3 separate regions of the Sus scrofa genome follow, and regions 2 and 3 are each linked to region 1. Evidence: chromatin contacts called from public Hi-C and HiChIP or PLAC-seq data. All regions are on one chromosome and are shown on one strand. The core of a region is the stretch at or near the end of the contact, and the rest is flanking DNA. Distances in the headings are between cores, read along the strand shown. Region 1 holds the start of CIB1 (calcium and integrin-binding protein 1). Region 2 holds the start of AP3S2 (adaptor-related protein complex 3, sigma 2 subunit). Region 3 holds the start of ARPIN (actin-related protein 2/3 complex inhibitor).

What was found. A called contact is a pair of places that touch in the nucleus more often than the background predicts. HiChIP or PLAC-seq counts read pairs in DNA pulled down with a chosen protein or histone mark.
Region 2: a Hi-C map of embryonic fibroblasts shows a contact between it and region 1, with 1.9 times the contacts expected there. The contact joins the promoter of AP3S2 here to the promoter of CIB1 in region 1. A contact is called at or near these places in 3 of 47 Hi-C or Micro-C datasets (brain, embryonic fibroblasts and heart right ventricle) and 1 of 2 datasets of contacts at active chromatin or transcription factors (alveolar macrophages).
Region 3: a contact with region 1 is called in an H3K27ac HiChIP or PLAC-seq map of alveolar macrophages. The contact joins the promoter of ARPIN here to the promoter of CIB1 in region 1. A contact is called at or near these places in 1 of 47 Hi-C or Micro-C datasets (heart right ventricle) and 1 of 2 datasets of contacts at active chromatin or transcription factors (alveolar macrophages).

Annotation. Positions count from the first base shown.
Region 1 is chr7:55,796,620-55,801,137 of Sscrofa11.1, forward strand. CIB1 (calcium and integrin-binding protein 1) reads right to left here and starts at 2,047. Exons shown (of 7, transcript XM_021098979.1): 1 at 1,713-2,047; 2 at 1,541-1,575; 3 at 337-445. The coding sequence starts at 1,763. It overlaps GDPGP1 (GDP-D-glucose phosphorylase 1), which reads left to right and starts at 2,073. Exons shown (of 2, transcript XM_003482236.4): 1 at 2,073-2,200.
Region 2 is chr7:55,460,427-55,464,944 of Sscrofa11.1, forward strand. AP3S2 (adaptor-related protein complex 3, sigma 2 subunit) reads right to left here and starts at 1,926. Exons shown (of 6, transcript NM_001244548.1): 1 at 1,774-1,926. The coding sequence starts at 1,842.
Region 3 is chr7:55,481,257-55,485,774 of Sscrofa11.1, forward strand. ARPIN (actin-related protein 2/3 complex inhibitor) reads right to left here and starts at 2,279. Exons shown (of 6, transcript NM_001244544.1): 1 at 2,089-2,279; 2 at 41-116. The coding sequence starts at 2,180.

The DNA.
Region 1 (4,518 bases), core at 797-3,296:
CTGGTTATTGTAAAACACAATCGTTTAACTGAGCACTTACTGTGTTATGGCACCAGGCCAGGCCCTTTGCATGGAAATTTTCAGAGCAGCCCTATGGAGAGGCAATCAGCCTCTAGACTAGAATTTCTCAAGCTTTGATTAGGTAATTCATCTCCTCCTAAAGGATGAAACTCTGAATCTCCAAGAGTAGGTCTGAGAACCCCAGTTGACAAAACACCCTTCTAGATAATCCCTCTGGAGGATTATGGTAGAGCCCTAGCCCCCAGAACAGAGCAAAGACTAGAATGGCTGCACAATCTCAAAAGGAATAGCAGAGGGAGGCTGAGGGGCTGGCACCTTGAGCTCTGGAAGGCTGAGGATCTGCTCCAAGGACACTCGCACCTGCAGGGACTCCTCCACACCTCGGTGCTCCTGGGGAAGCAGCTCACAAAACCTCCTGTGGGCTCTGGCAGGAGGGGAAGCCGTTGGGGTGTCTTCCTGTTTGTGTTATATCCCCACTCCTTGCTTTGCTGCCCATTATCAACCAGGTGAGGAGCTGAGCCCCATACATATAACCTCTGAGTCTCAGGCATGATAAGCCTAAAGGAGATACATCACAAGACAGCAAAGGCTGGGAGTCCATTCTTGCAGTGGGTTTTTAACTGAGGGCCTGCTGTCTCCCAGGCACTGTGCTGGGCCCTGTTTCTAGGCTTCCTGAGGGATGGAGAGGTCAGGGAAGGAGCTAGAAGTTGGCCCTGAAGAACAAGGGAAAAAAGCTAAAGTGAAATCCCATGCTCATCTCATTTCAGGAATCTCCTGCAGCTCCTCAAAGCAGCTATCCTGAGCTATCGCCTCCTTAGGCCCCACCTCATTCCCACTGGGATTATTTTTGCGGAGAAAAACCAGGAAGCTCCTCACTCAAGTGCCCAGGTCACATAACGGTGCTCCCCCCACCCCCCGCTTGGTAGGGGGCGTCTAGCCCCAGGTCAAACCCTCTTACTAAGTGTAGCCTTAGGTGAGTTCCCCAAATTCTCTGAACCTGTTTCACTATCCCCATACCTCCCTCGTGAGGGTTACATTAGGTAACGTAGGCACCCTGTTAACACAGGCTGGTGCATGGTAAGTGCGTTAACGGTTACTGTATTATTGAGGTAAAGGAGCCAGGCTCCCCAAAGCCTCCCTGGCTTTGTCAGTAGGCAAAGCAACCCTGAACTACAGCCCCTGCCGAACTGTGGCAGGAAATGCGCTTATGCAGAAGCCCGTGGAGCGCGGGGTCAAAGAGCGCCCAACTTTGGCTGGAGGCTGCGAGGTGGTTCCGCGGTGCACCGCTGGGTCAGCCGGGGCAGGCAGGGAGGGCGTGCCAGGAAGAGGGCACAGACTAGGGCCCAGGGCCGAGTTTCCAGTTCCGGCTCAGATGTTGACCTCAGGCAGGCCCCAGTCCCCCTATCCCCTATGGCGGGGCCTTAGTTTGCGCATCTCTAAAACAGAAGCCCCACGCCCACCCGAGCCCCCGAAGCCGCCTCTAGAGGATCGCAGAAGTGAGTTTCGAGACAGCACTTACAGGAGAATCTCCTGCTTGGTCAGGAACGTCAAGTCCTGAAAGGCGAAACAAGAAACGGGGTCAGCGGGCCGCCTAGAGGCCAGAGGCCGCGTCCGATCTGCCGCCGCTCGAGGACCCGCCTCTCGAACACCGAGCCTCGCGCAAACTTCCTGGGGACCCGCGTCTTGCGCACCTGGTACTCAGCCAGCAGCTCCTTGGACAGGCGACTGCCCGAGCCCCCCATCGCCGCGCTGCGCGCAGACCTCCGCGAACTCTTCTCCGGACCCCGGCAACTTTCTCACTTCCGCCCTCCCGCAGCGTCACCGTCCGGTCCCCGCGGCAACCGCTCCAGGGGCCTCCGCCCCCGGGCCCGCCCCCACCTCGAAGCTCCCAGGCGCTCCCAGCCGCGTTCAGCCTACTGGCTCCCGGCTCCAGGCGGTTCCTGGCGAGCTGGAGGCGGGGCCCGGGGCGGGGCCGGACGCTCCGGGGCGGAGCCCAGGCCGCACGGCCCCGCCGGCGGGATGGGCGGGGCGGGCCGGGCCGCGCCGCGCCGCGCGCCTGCGTGCCGGATGCGCATGCGTTAAGGACGCCACGCCCTCGCTATGCTTTTGGCGGAAGTCGCGTGGTGCAACCACCTCACCTGCAGCGGGTGGCAGCGGTGGCGGCCTTGGACGGAGTCAGGTAAGGGGCATCAGGCATGTGTCTAGAACCAGGGTGACCGAGAAACGTCGTGACTCGCTGAGTGGTCCGAGGCGTTCGGCAGCCCCTTTTCCCAGCGAGGGCTTTTTTTTTTTTAATTTCTCAAATGAATTTATCACATCTGTAGTTGTATAATAATCATAACAATCCAGTTTCACAGGATTTTCATCCCATAACCCAAGCACATCCCCCCACCCCCCAAACTGTCTCCTCCGGAGACCATAAGTTTTTCTGTGTCTGTGAGTCAGCATCTGTTCTGCAAAGAAGTTCAGTCTGTTCTTTTTGCAGATTCCACATGTCAGTGAAAGCATTTGATGTTGGTGTCTCATTGTATGGCTGACTTCACTTAGCCTGATAATTTCTAGGTCCATCCATGTTGCTAAAAATGCCGGTATTTCGTTCCTTTTAATGGCTGAGTAATATTCCATTGTGTATATGTACCACCTTTTCTTGATCCACTCCTCTGTCAATGGACATTTAGGTTGTTTCCATGTCTTGGCTATTGCAAATAGTGCTGCAGTGAAGGTGAGCATCGGAGTACATGTGTCTTTTCGAGTCGTGGTTTTCTCTGGATAGATGCCCAGGAGTGGGATTGCTGGATCAAATGGTAGTTCTATGTTTAGTTTTCTGAGGCATCTCCATACTGTTTTTCACAGTGGCTGTACCAATTTACATTCCCACCAACAGTGTAATAGGTTTCTTTTTCTCCACACCCTCTCCAGCACTTATTGTTTGTAGACTTTTTGATGATGGCCCTTCTGACTGGTGTAAGGTGGTACCTCATCGTGGTTTTGATTTGCATTTCTCTAATAATGAGTGATGTTGAATATCTTTTCGGTGTGTTTCTCAGCCATCTGTATGTCTTTGGAGAACTGTCTGTTTAGATCTTCTTCTGCCCATTTTTGGATGGGGTTGTTTGTTTTTTTTGGTATAGAGCTGCAGAAGGTGCCAGGGAGGGCTTTTGCACTCAGATGTTATCACTGAGCACCTGCTGTACGTGTTGCAGTCTCGTGCCATCTCTCCAGAAATAGCCATAATCTTGCTGTCTACTGAGGCTGTTTACTGAGGGCCCAGTGAATGCCGAGTACCGTGTATAGTTAGCTTCGATTCTTAAAACAGTTCTTCAAGGTAAGTTCCCATTTTACAGGTGTGGAAATCCTGAGGCCCAGAGGGGTTCGGTGACTTGTCTAGACTCGGGCCTTTAGAAAGTGGTTGCTTCAGTCCGAGGCTCTTTTCAAGCCTCCCCACTGATGTGTTCCTCACTCCAGCCTACATGCCGTCCTCTGACCCCACCCTGCATTCAAAACTGCGTGCTCAGAGGAGGTATGGACTGAAGCTGATTTGTTGCTCTTGTCCCCTCTCAATCCCCAGGACAGTACTTGACAGTTAATAGGTGCTCAGTATTTATTGAATATATGCATGAATAAATGAACCTATACTGTTCCAAAAGGTGAGGAATGACAAACTACGGAGTGGAGGAGATGGAGGTGAAGTTAATTCTTTTTTCTTTTTTAGGGCCACACCTGTGGAATATGGAAGTTCCCAGGCTAGAGGTTGAATCGGAGCTGCAGCTGCCTGCCTACACCACAGCCATAGCAATACTGGATCTGAGCTGTACCTGCGACCTACACCATATCTCACAGCAGTGCTGGATCCTTAACCCACTGAGCAAGGCCAGGGATCAACCTGCATCCTTATGGACACTTATGTCAGGTTCTTAAACCCACTGAGCCACACCGGCAACTCCCGAGATTGATTCTTTTTAAATGTTGTTTTCAGCTCTAATAAGGTATCATTGACAAATAACATTCTTGATTCTTTGAGTTCATTCCAGTTGCTCATCTTTGTAAAGTCGAAATGTGAGCATGTCAGTCTCAGTTCAAAACCATTAAGAGGTTAAATACCCAAATCCTAGCTCCTCTGTAATCTGACTTCAGCCATTCTCTCTCTCTGCCATCTCCTCAAGCTTTCTGGGTTTCCACATTATGGGCTCTCAGTTCCTCTTCCATCCTATCCTCAGGGAATTCTCTCCTGATTCCCTAGACTAGATTAAGAATCCGTCTTACACTCTCAGAGGACCCAGTGCGCCTCCTTGACAGCATGTATCATGTTTGCAGTCTCTATTTACTTGGGTGATGCTTGGGTTAATGTCTGTTTCCCCTGCTAAACTGTAAGCCCCATGATGATTGATGGGAATCATTCTCTCTAGGACCTGATAAGTGGCAGTTGTAAAGTAAATGCTGGCTGGGTGGCTGAAATTTTCCCGGCCCTCAAAAATTAGGTGATCATCAAAGAGTGAC
Region 2 (4,518 bases), core at 676-3,175, 340 kb before region 1:
AAAAAAAAAAAAAAAAGGAGAATCCAGTTTGCACCACTAAAATGTCTTTAATTTAAAAGATAATAGGAAATGTTTTCAGGGAGGTGGAAAAACTGCAGCTCATACTGTTAATGAGAATGTAAAACAGTGCGGCCACTTTGTAAAAGTTTGCCAAGTTCCTCCAAATGTTCACTATAAGGTTATTATGTGACTCAGCAATGCTACTCCTAAGAGAAATGAAAATATATGCTCCCACAAACACCTGTACATGAATGTTCACAGCACCATTATTCACAAGAGCCATAAGTAAAACATCAACTGATGAATAACAATTAAAATGTGGTACATCCACACAATGTCAATAAAAAGGAATGAAAAACCGATACATGCTACAACGTGGATGAACCCTGAAAACATGCTAAGTGAAAAAAGGCAGTCAGAAGAGACCACATATTATATTGATTCCAGTTATATGAAATGTCCAGAATAAGCAAATTTAGAGAGACAGAAAGTAGGTTAGTGGTTGCCAAGGGCTGGGGTTGTTGATGGGGAAATATGGAATGATTGCTAATGGGTAGAAGTTCCTCTTCTGGATAATGAAAATGTCCTAAAATTGTGGTGATAGTTGCATAATTCTGTGAAGTACTAAAAGCCATTCCACTGCATATTTTTTAAAGGTGAAATGTATAGTATGTAACTTAGATCTCAGTAACACCTTAAAAAACCTGATGGAGGGAGTTCCTGCTGTGGTGCAATAGGTTAACAACCCTGTTGCAGTGGTTCGGGTTGCTCTGGAGGTGCCTGTTTGATCCCCAGCCCTATGCAATAGAGTTTTAAGATCTGGTGTTGAGGCAGGTGCAGCTCAAATTCAATCCCTCGCCCAGAAGTTTCCATATGCCTCTGGTACAGTCATAAACAAAACAAAGCAAAACCCTGACAGAAAAATTCACACACACACATGCAAATACAAATTGAAGTGTTATTAAATGCTAACATAAAACCGATATAATTATTTAATAAAATGTAATCTAGCTAAAAATTATATGAAAAAGGTAAAAAAATTTTTTTCATTTCTATTTGACAAAAGAGGAAATAAAATCTGAAAGAGATTTATCAACTTGACCTGAACATAAGTTTTCTCACTTCTCCTCTAGGTTTCACCAACCCACCAATTACATTTTTAACCTAGCTCTTAAGAAATAAAACGTCGGGGGACAGGAAGCAAATAATGACGTTTATTCTTCCCAAAGAAACGTTTTTGGAAAACTCAAATTCACATCATCAGGTACTGAGCCCTCACGCGGCTGCATTTATAATTTCTCATCATTTCTCACTTTCCAAACTGACTTTGAACTCTACAGAGTGAAAGGTATCTAGTCCCTAGGCAGTCCCAGCCTCCACTGAAGCAAAATAATTCCAAGAAAGCACTTTTCTAAATCCTCTGGCTAAAGCGAAACCATTTTAAAAAGCTGCGTATTTCTCCCTGGTGAAACTGCGAGGTGAGTTTCACCTCGACAACCGATAAGGTGAAAGCGACCTCAACCATTTAAGCTGTTAACCACCACTTGAGACACTGGAGAAGTGTCACAAAACGGCACAGAAATGCTGGGGTCCTGGAAGGGGTAGGAAAGAACGGGGGTAGCGGGGCCGAGGCAGGTTGAGTCTGGGGGTCACCCATGGCACAGGAGCCCGAAAAGGTCTGCGGGCATTTTCCCGCGCGCTTCGCACAGGCCAAAGGGAGGGAGGGGGGTGCAGGCGCCCCAAAGGGTCGTGACGAAGCTAGGCCGCACTCACGAAACGCTGGTAGAAGCGGACCAGCCGCGGTTTCCCGTGGTTATTGAAAACCAGAATCGCCTGAATCATCTTTGCCCGCCACGCTTCTTTCAGCACCGGCTGCTCCCAGAAAGCATCTCCTTCCGCCACAACACAGACGTTTCCGGTTGATGCGCTGCTGAGAGTGGCCTCCGGAAACTTGTCCCGGCGCCCAGGGGCCGGGCCACGAAGAGTCCGGCCTCCCGGCACGCCTTGGTGAAAACTGCAGGGCGGGAGCTGGGCTCGCCGCGGGAGGGCTGGTGCGGACTCCGAGGCTGAGGAGGTCCGGCCCCTAGGCCAGAGCCGGTGGGCCAGTTAGGGTCTGGCTAAGACGCCACCCTGGCTCTTAGCCCTTCGTACACACCCACCGTTTGCTTAAGAATCCCGCCAGGCGCAAAGCCGAGCACGTCGGAAAAGCAGATGAAGATCGCTCAGTGGATTAAGGATCTGGCTGAGTCGCTGCTGCGGTGCAGGTTCTATCTCTGGCCCAGGCACTTACGCAGGATGGCGCGGCAAAAAAACAAAACAAAAAGGCAGAAACCCCAACAGCAGCCACGCTCCCAGATGAAGATGCTGTGGGATCTTCCATTTCTCCTCGGCGGCGTTAACACATACGGTCCTGCCTTCTTCCCCTTAACACTGCAGAACATTCCACGTGTGCAGATGCAGGCTAATTTAGCCATTTCCCGGTTGGGGAACCTTATGTTCGTTTTTAGTATTACATAAATGCTGAATTATATAGAGGTCTCTTCATGCAAAAGGACTGTCTGTCCATGGTAGACAGCGAATGGTGGAATTAAGGGATCTTTAATGCAATTCCATTTAATAGGTACTGACGATCCCAGATCGGTAGTCTTTGTATTTTTTTTCTTTCTTTTTTAAATTTGGCTTTTGCGTGTGTGTGTATGTGTGCGAATTTCTTTTAATGACTTAGTGGGGGTGAGGTGAAGCCCGTCCCTATATTGCAGATAGAACTGCAAATTGGAATCATCTACCCTGAGGTCTGTTGGCAAATATGCATCAAAAGCCTTTAAAATATAGATTAGACTCAGTATTTCCAGTTTTAGAATTTATAATAAAGGAGTTCCCATCGTGGCTCAGCGGTTAGCAAACCCGACTAGCATCCACTGGGATGCGGGTTGACCCCTGGCCTTGCTCAGTGGGTTAAGGATCCTGCCTTGCAATAAGCTGCCATGTACGTGGCAGACTGGGCTGGGATGGCACATTGCTATGGCTCTGGTGAAGGCCAGTGGCTAAAGCTCCAATTGGACCTTTAGCCTGGGAACCTCCATATGCTGCTGCTGTGGCCCTAAAAAAGACCAAAAGACCAAAAAAAAAAAATATATATATATACATATACATATATATATGTATATGTATATATATATATATAAAATAAAATGATTATGGAAAGATTTAGCCTCAAAAATGTACATCTCAGCAACATTATCACAGAGGAAAATACGAATCAAACTAGTTATTCCAAAATGAGAAACTGGTTAAATGCATTGATCCATGCGCATTTGAGAAATATTAAATAGCTATAAAAAATCATGGTATGGAGTTCCATTTGTGGCGCAGCGGGAACGAATCTGACTAGGAACTATGAGGTTTTGGGTTCGATCCCTGGCCTTGCTCAGTGGGTTAAGGATCCAGTGTTGCCATGAGCTGTGGTGTAGGTCGCAGACTACGAGGCTCAGATCTGATGTTGCTGTGGCTGTGGTGTAGGCTGGCAGCTGTAGCTCCAATTCTGCCCCTAGCCTGGGAACCTCCATATGCCACAGTGCGGCCTTTAAAAAAAAAAAAGAGAGGAGTTCCCGTCGTGGCTCAGTGGTTAACGAATCCGACTAGGAACCATGAGGTTGAGGGTTTAATCCCTGGCCTTGCTCAGTGGGTTAAGGATCCGGCGTTGCCGTGAGCTGTGATGTAGGTTGCAGACGCGGCTTGAATCCCGAGTTGCTGTGGCTCTGGCATAGGCTGGGGGCTACAGCTCCGATTCGACCCCTAGCCTGGGAGTCTCCATATGCTGCGGGAGCGGCCCAAAGAAATAGCAAAAAGACAAAAAAAAGAAAAAAAATATCATGGTATGAAAGATTTATGGTGTAGGGAAATGATCATGGCATTATCTGTAAGTGAAACGATTACACAAAGGAACACCACCACTTTGTAAGATTGGAGGTATATACACCAAAATATGAAGAAAAATTGTGTTTCATAGAATGGCAGCATCAAAATGTTCAGCACAGGCCTCCAGAACCCCAATGCCCTGGTTAAAACCCTGGCTGTGTTGACTGCCTGGGCACCGTGAGCAAGTGTCATCATTTGTAAAACAGGCATAATAATCAGTTTACTGTAAAATTTGGGGTTTTTTTCTGGTTGAAAAAAATGATTCGGAATTTATGTCATGGCTCAGTGGTTAACGAATCCGACTAGGAACCATGAGGTTGCGGGTTCAATCCCTGGCCTTGTTCAGTGGGTTAAGGATCTGGTGTTGCCATGAGCTGTGGTGTAAGTTGCAGACGCGGCTCTGATCCCAAGTTGCTGTGGTTGTGATGTAGGCCGGCGGCTACAGCTCTGATTTGACCCCTAGCCTGGGAACCTCCATAGAAAAGGCAAAAAGACAAAAAAAAAAAAAAGATTCTACTTTCCTCAGATAGTTATTATAGCACAAAAGAGTTAATATTTTTAAGTAATCAGAGCAGTGCATGGTATATAATTATTACAAAA
Region 3 (4,518 bases), core at 1,029-3,528, 320 kb before region 1:
AGCCAGTGCCCTGTGGGTGCCCCCAAGGAAACATCCTCACCTTCCTGCCATGGGCATCTGAGATGCTGTGCCGTGATACATCGACCAGCTCTCCCTCCAGCAGGACACCATCTCCCCTGGGAATGAGAGAGAAGAGGGGACCAACTGGTTCTGTCAGTCTGGAGGAAAGAGCCCCTCACAAGGGCCATGGCCCAGTTCAGAGTGTACACTAGACAGAAGCGTGTCCCAAACCTGTCTCCCATTCACCTGGCCCCCGAGCAGGGCCCAGAATGTTGCAGCCCCCTTCTCTGTGCTCCCACACCTCTAAGGGTCCCAAAGTCTGGGGTATCATCCAGAGGGTAGGAAGCAGTATTGCCAGGCTGTAAGACCAAGCTATGGCCCCTCCTGCCGGGGGTTACTATAACCTCTGTGGTGTTCTTATCCACAAAATGGGAGCATCACAGTCACCCCATTCTGCTTCTATGATGATGACAACACACAATCATGTATGTGAAGGTGCTGTGTACACTATTAAAGTGTTTACTAAATATAAGAGATTTTACTTTTTTATTTAACCAAATTTTTCAGGGGGTAGGGTCTAAGTAGCTTCTCTTGTCACGTGTTTTAAAGCACTTCCTGGAGTTCCCGTCGTGGCGCAGTGGTTAACGAATCCGACTAGGAACCATGAGGTTGTGGGTTCGATCCCTGCCCTTGCTCAGTGGGTTAACGATCCGGCATTGCCATGTGAGCTGTGGTGTGGGTCGCAGACGCGGCTCGGATCCCACGTTGCTGTAGCTCTGGCGTAGGCTGGCAGCTCAGCTCCGATTAGACCCCTAGCCTGGGAACCTCCATATGCCACAGGAGTGGCCCAAGAAATGGCAAAAAGACCAAAAAAAAAAAAAAAGCACTTCCTTTTTAAAAAATTTATTTTTTGGCTGCCCTCGTGGCACATGGAAGTTCCCATGGAAGGCCAGGGATGGCATCCACACCAGAGCAGTGACCACAGCTGCTGCAGTGACAACACAGGGTCCTTAACCCTCTGTGCACAAGAGAACTTCTAAAGCACTTTCACACTCCCGCTCTCATTCATGTCCACTTTAGAAATGGGGAAACCCAGACTCAGAAGGTTTGTGACTAGGCCAAGATCAGAGGGTCCCAGGAGTTCCCATCGTGGCTCAGCCTTAACAAACCCTGCTAGTATCCTTGAGGTCTCGGGTTCCATCCCTGGCCTTGCTCAATGGGTTAAGGATCTGGCATTGCCGTAGCTGTGGCATAGGTCTGCAGTTGCAGCTCCCTTCAACCCCTAGCCTGGGAATTTCCATATGCTGTGGGAGAGGCCCTAAAAAAACAAACAAAAAAACAAAACAAAAAAATCAGAGTCCCTCATTAAAGGGAACCAGACCCTGGCTTGCCAATCCTAATTCTCACAAAAGCAGAACCTGGGGACTTCCTTTTTGGAACCACGTAAATGGGAGAGGGGTGGGGCAGGTGAAGAGATGGGGCTGAAAAGTTAAAACTCCCAGTACCTCACTCGCCCCTATCTATCCCGCTAATCCCTTCATTCAGTTGTATTTGTAATTGCAAATGGAGTGGTCTAGTCGTTCTCTGTTCTCCGTGCCAGTGATGGTAGGGCCTGGCCCTCCGGATCCAACTCAAGCCTCCAGGCAAGCCTGGCCCTCCCTCCCAGGCCAACTCCCACCCGCTGTTCCGGTCACAGCACCACACAGTCCCTACTGAAGCGGAGTGCACCGTGTGCAAAAGGCCTAAAGGCAAGGCAGGGGCAAGTGGTGAAGTTTATAGCCGATATATGCCAGCGCGGGATAAAGACAAAGGTTGGTAAGCAATCGCCGTCTTATGAGCGCTGTTTGGGAGTCAGGACCGACCCTCTGTGAGTTTTAAGGCTTAAGGGGTGCGCTCCGAGGGGAGCACTGGGAAGAGCGGTCTGGAGCCCAGGGGACCTTCGGTGAGCCCCGCCTTTCCTCCCAGCCGTACCCGATCTTGGTGGCGCCCCCCTTCCCCTGCCAATCAGGGAGCCCGGGATCGACGCGGAGCCTAGGGATCCGACGCAGGCCGGCCCGGGAGGCGGAGGGAGATGCGGGCGGAGCCTACCCCTGGTGGGCGGCGGGGTCCCAGGCCCCAGGCAGCCGCGCGCTCTGCACCGCTTTGTTCTGGAGGGCGCTGTCGTGGTAGATGCGGCTCATTCTCCCCACGGGCGCGGAGCCCTCGCGGCCCGGGGCACTGAGCCGGCACGCGGGGCGGAAGGCGCTGCGAGGAGCCGCGCAGGGAGCACACGCCGAGACTGGCAATTCCCAGCCGCAGATCCGGGTCCGGCGCGGCTGCGGGCGTTCCCGCGCGGGATTTAAAGGGGCCGAGCTCCATTTCTGCCCGCGGGACTTTGCTTGGTGGGAGGCCGGCTCCTGCAGGGACCCGGCCTTGGCCTTCTGCCGCGGGTGGGGATAGGGCGGGGAGTGGAGCCACGCCCTTCTCGTTCTCTCCCTCTTCCTTGTTCCTAGAGGGAGACCTAGGCCTCACACACGCGCAAGGGAAATTGAGGCCAAGAGAGCTAGTACGGTCAGCTCTGAAAGGATGGGATTCCAGGAAGCAGGAACGGAAAAATGGGAACAGCCCTCAGGGACGGCGCAGTGGTTAAGCACAGAGTCGCTCTTTTTACGCCCCACGCGCGAGGTCGCAGAGCGGCTGAGGGAAGAGCTCTGGGGACCTGTAGCAAAGGAGCCTGAGCTGAGATGTCAGATCAGCGACTTACCATGGTTAGAATCCCAGCCAGGTGAGCTTGGACAAGTTCTTCAACCTCTCTGAGCCCGTGCCTCCTCCTCTATGAGATGGGGTCAGTGTCAGAGGAGTTGTAAAGATTTAATAAGCTCACTCTAGGGAGTTACTGTTGTGGCGCAGGGGAGAGGAATCTGACTAGTATCCATGAGGACACTAGTTCCATCCCTGGCCTCTTTCAGTGGGTTAAGGATCCAGAGTTGCCGTGAGCTGTGGTGTAGGTTGAACTCCGCTCAGATCCAGAGTTGCAGTGGCTGTGGTGTAGGCCGGCAGCTACAGCTCCGATTCAACCCTTAGCCTGGGAACCTCGATGTGCAGTAGGTGTGGCCCTAAAAAACAAAACCAAAAAAAAAAAAAAAAAAAAAAAAGGGAGGAGGGCAAAGATGGAGTTTCCTTATGGCCCAGTGGGTTAAGGATCTAGTGTTTTCACTGCAGCAGCTTGAGTTGGACCCTTGGCCCAGGAACTTTTGTAAGCCACAGATACAGCCAGATAAGGGGGGGGGGCAAAGAAATTTCTTCAAAGGAGACATATGCATGCCCAAAATTTATATGAAAAGCTACTCAGCGTCACCAATCATCAGGGGAATGCAAACCAAAATCACAATGACATATCACCCCCCACCTCTTAGAATGGGTTATCAAAAAGATAGAAGATAGGAGTTCCCTTGTGGCACAGTGAGTTAAGGATCTGGCTTGTCACTGCAGCAGGCTAGGTTCAATCCCTGGCCCGGGAACTTCCACATGCCGTGGGCCTGGCCAAAAAAAAAGACAAAAGATAAGTGTTAGTTAGCAAGGATATGGAGAAAGGAGAATTCTTGTACAGCATTGATGGGAATATAAATTGGTGCAGCCACTGTGGTAAACACTATGCAATTTTCTCAAGAAATTAAATATAGAACCACCAAATGATCCAGCAGTCTCACTTCTGGGTTTATGTCCAAAGGAATTGAAATCTGTGATACCAAAAGGATATCTACAATATGGGAAACGAATCTGAAAAAGAATGGATATGTGTATATGTAAAGCTGAATCACTTTGCTGTGCAGCAGGAATTATCACAACATTATAAATCAACAACAATAAAACCTTAAAAAACAGGGGAAAAAAAGGAAATTCTCTTGTGGTACAGCAGGTTAAGAATCTGGTTTTGCCACAGCTATGGCAGAGGCTGCAACTGTGGTACAGTTTCGATGATCCCTAGACTGAGACCTTCAACCTGCTGTGGATGCAGGCAAAAAGAAAAAAATTAAGGAAAGAAAGGGGTAATCTGCATTCCCATGTTCCTTGCAGCATTATTCACAATAGCCAAAATATGGAAGCAACCTAATGTCCATGAGGTTATGGACATAACCTCATGAATGAAAGAAGGTTGAATGGAAGAAGAAAATGTGATATATGGATACAATGGAATATTGTATCAGGCTTAAAATGTATTAGGCTTAAAAAAAAGGAGACCCTGCCATTTGCAACAACATGGATGAACTTGGAAGTGAAAGAAGCCAGACAAAGAAAGACAAACACTGCATGAGGAATCTAAAATATTCAAACTCAGAGTTCCTGTCCTGGCTCAGTGGTTAAAGAACCCAACTGGTATCCATGAGGACACGAGTTCGATCCCTGGCCTCCCTCAGTGGGTTAAGAATCTGGCATTGTGTGAGCTGTGGTCTAGGTCGAAGATGAGGCTCAAATCTCATGTTGCTGTGGCTGTGGTATAGACCAGTAGCTACAGCTCCGATTTGACCCCTAGCCTGG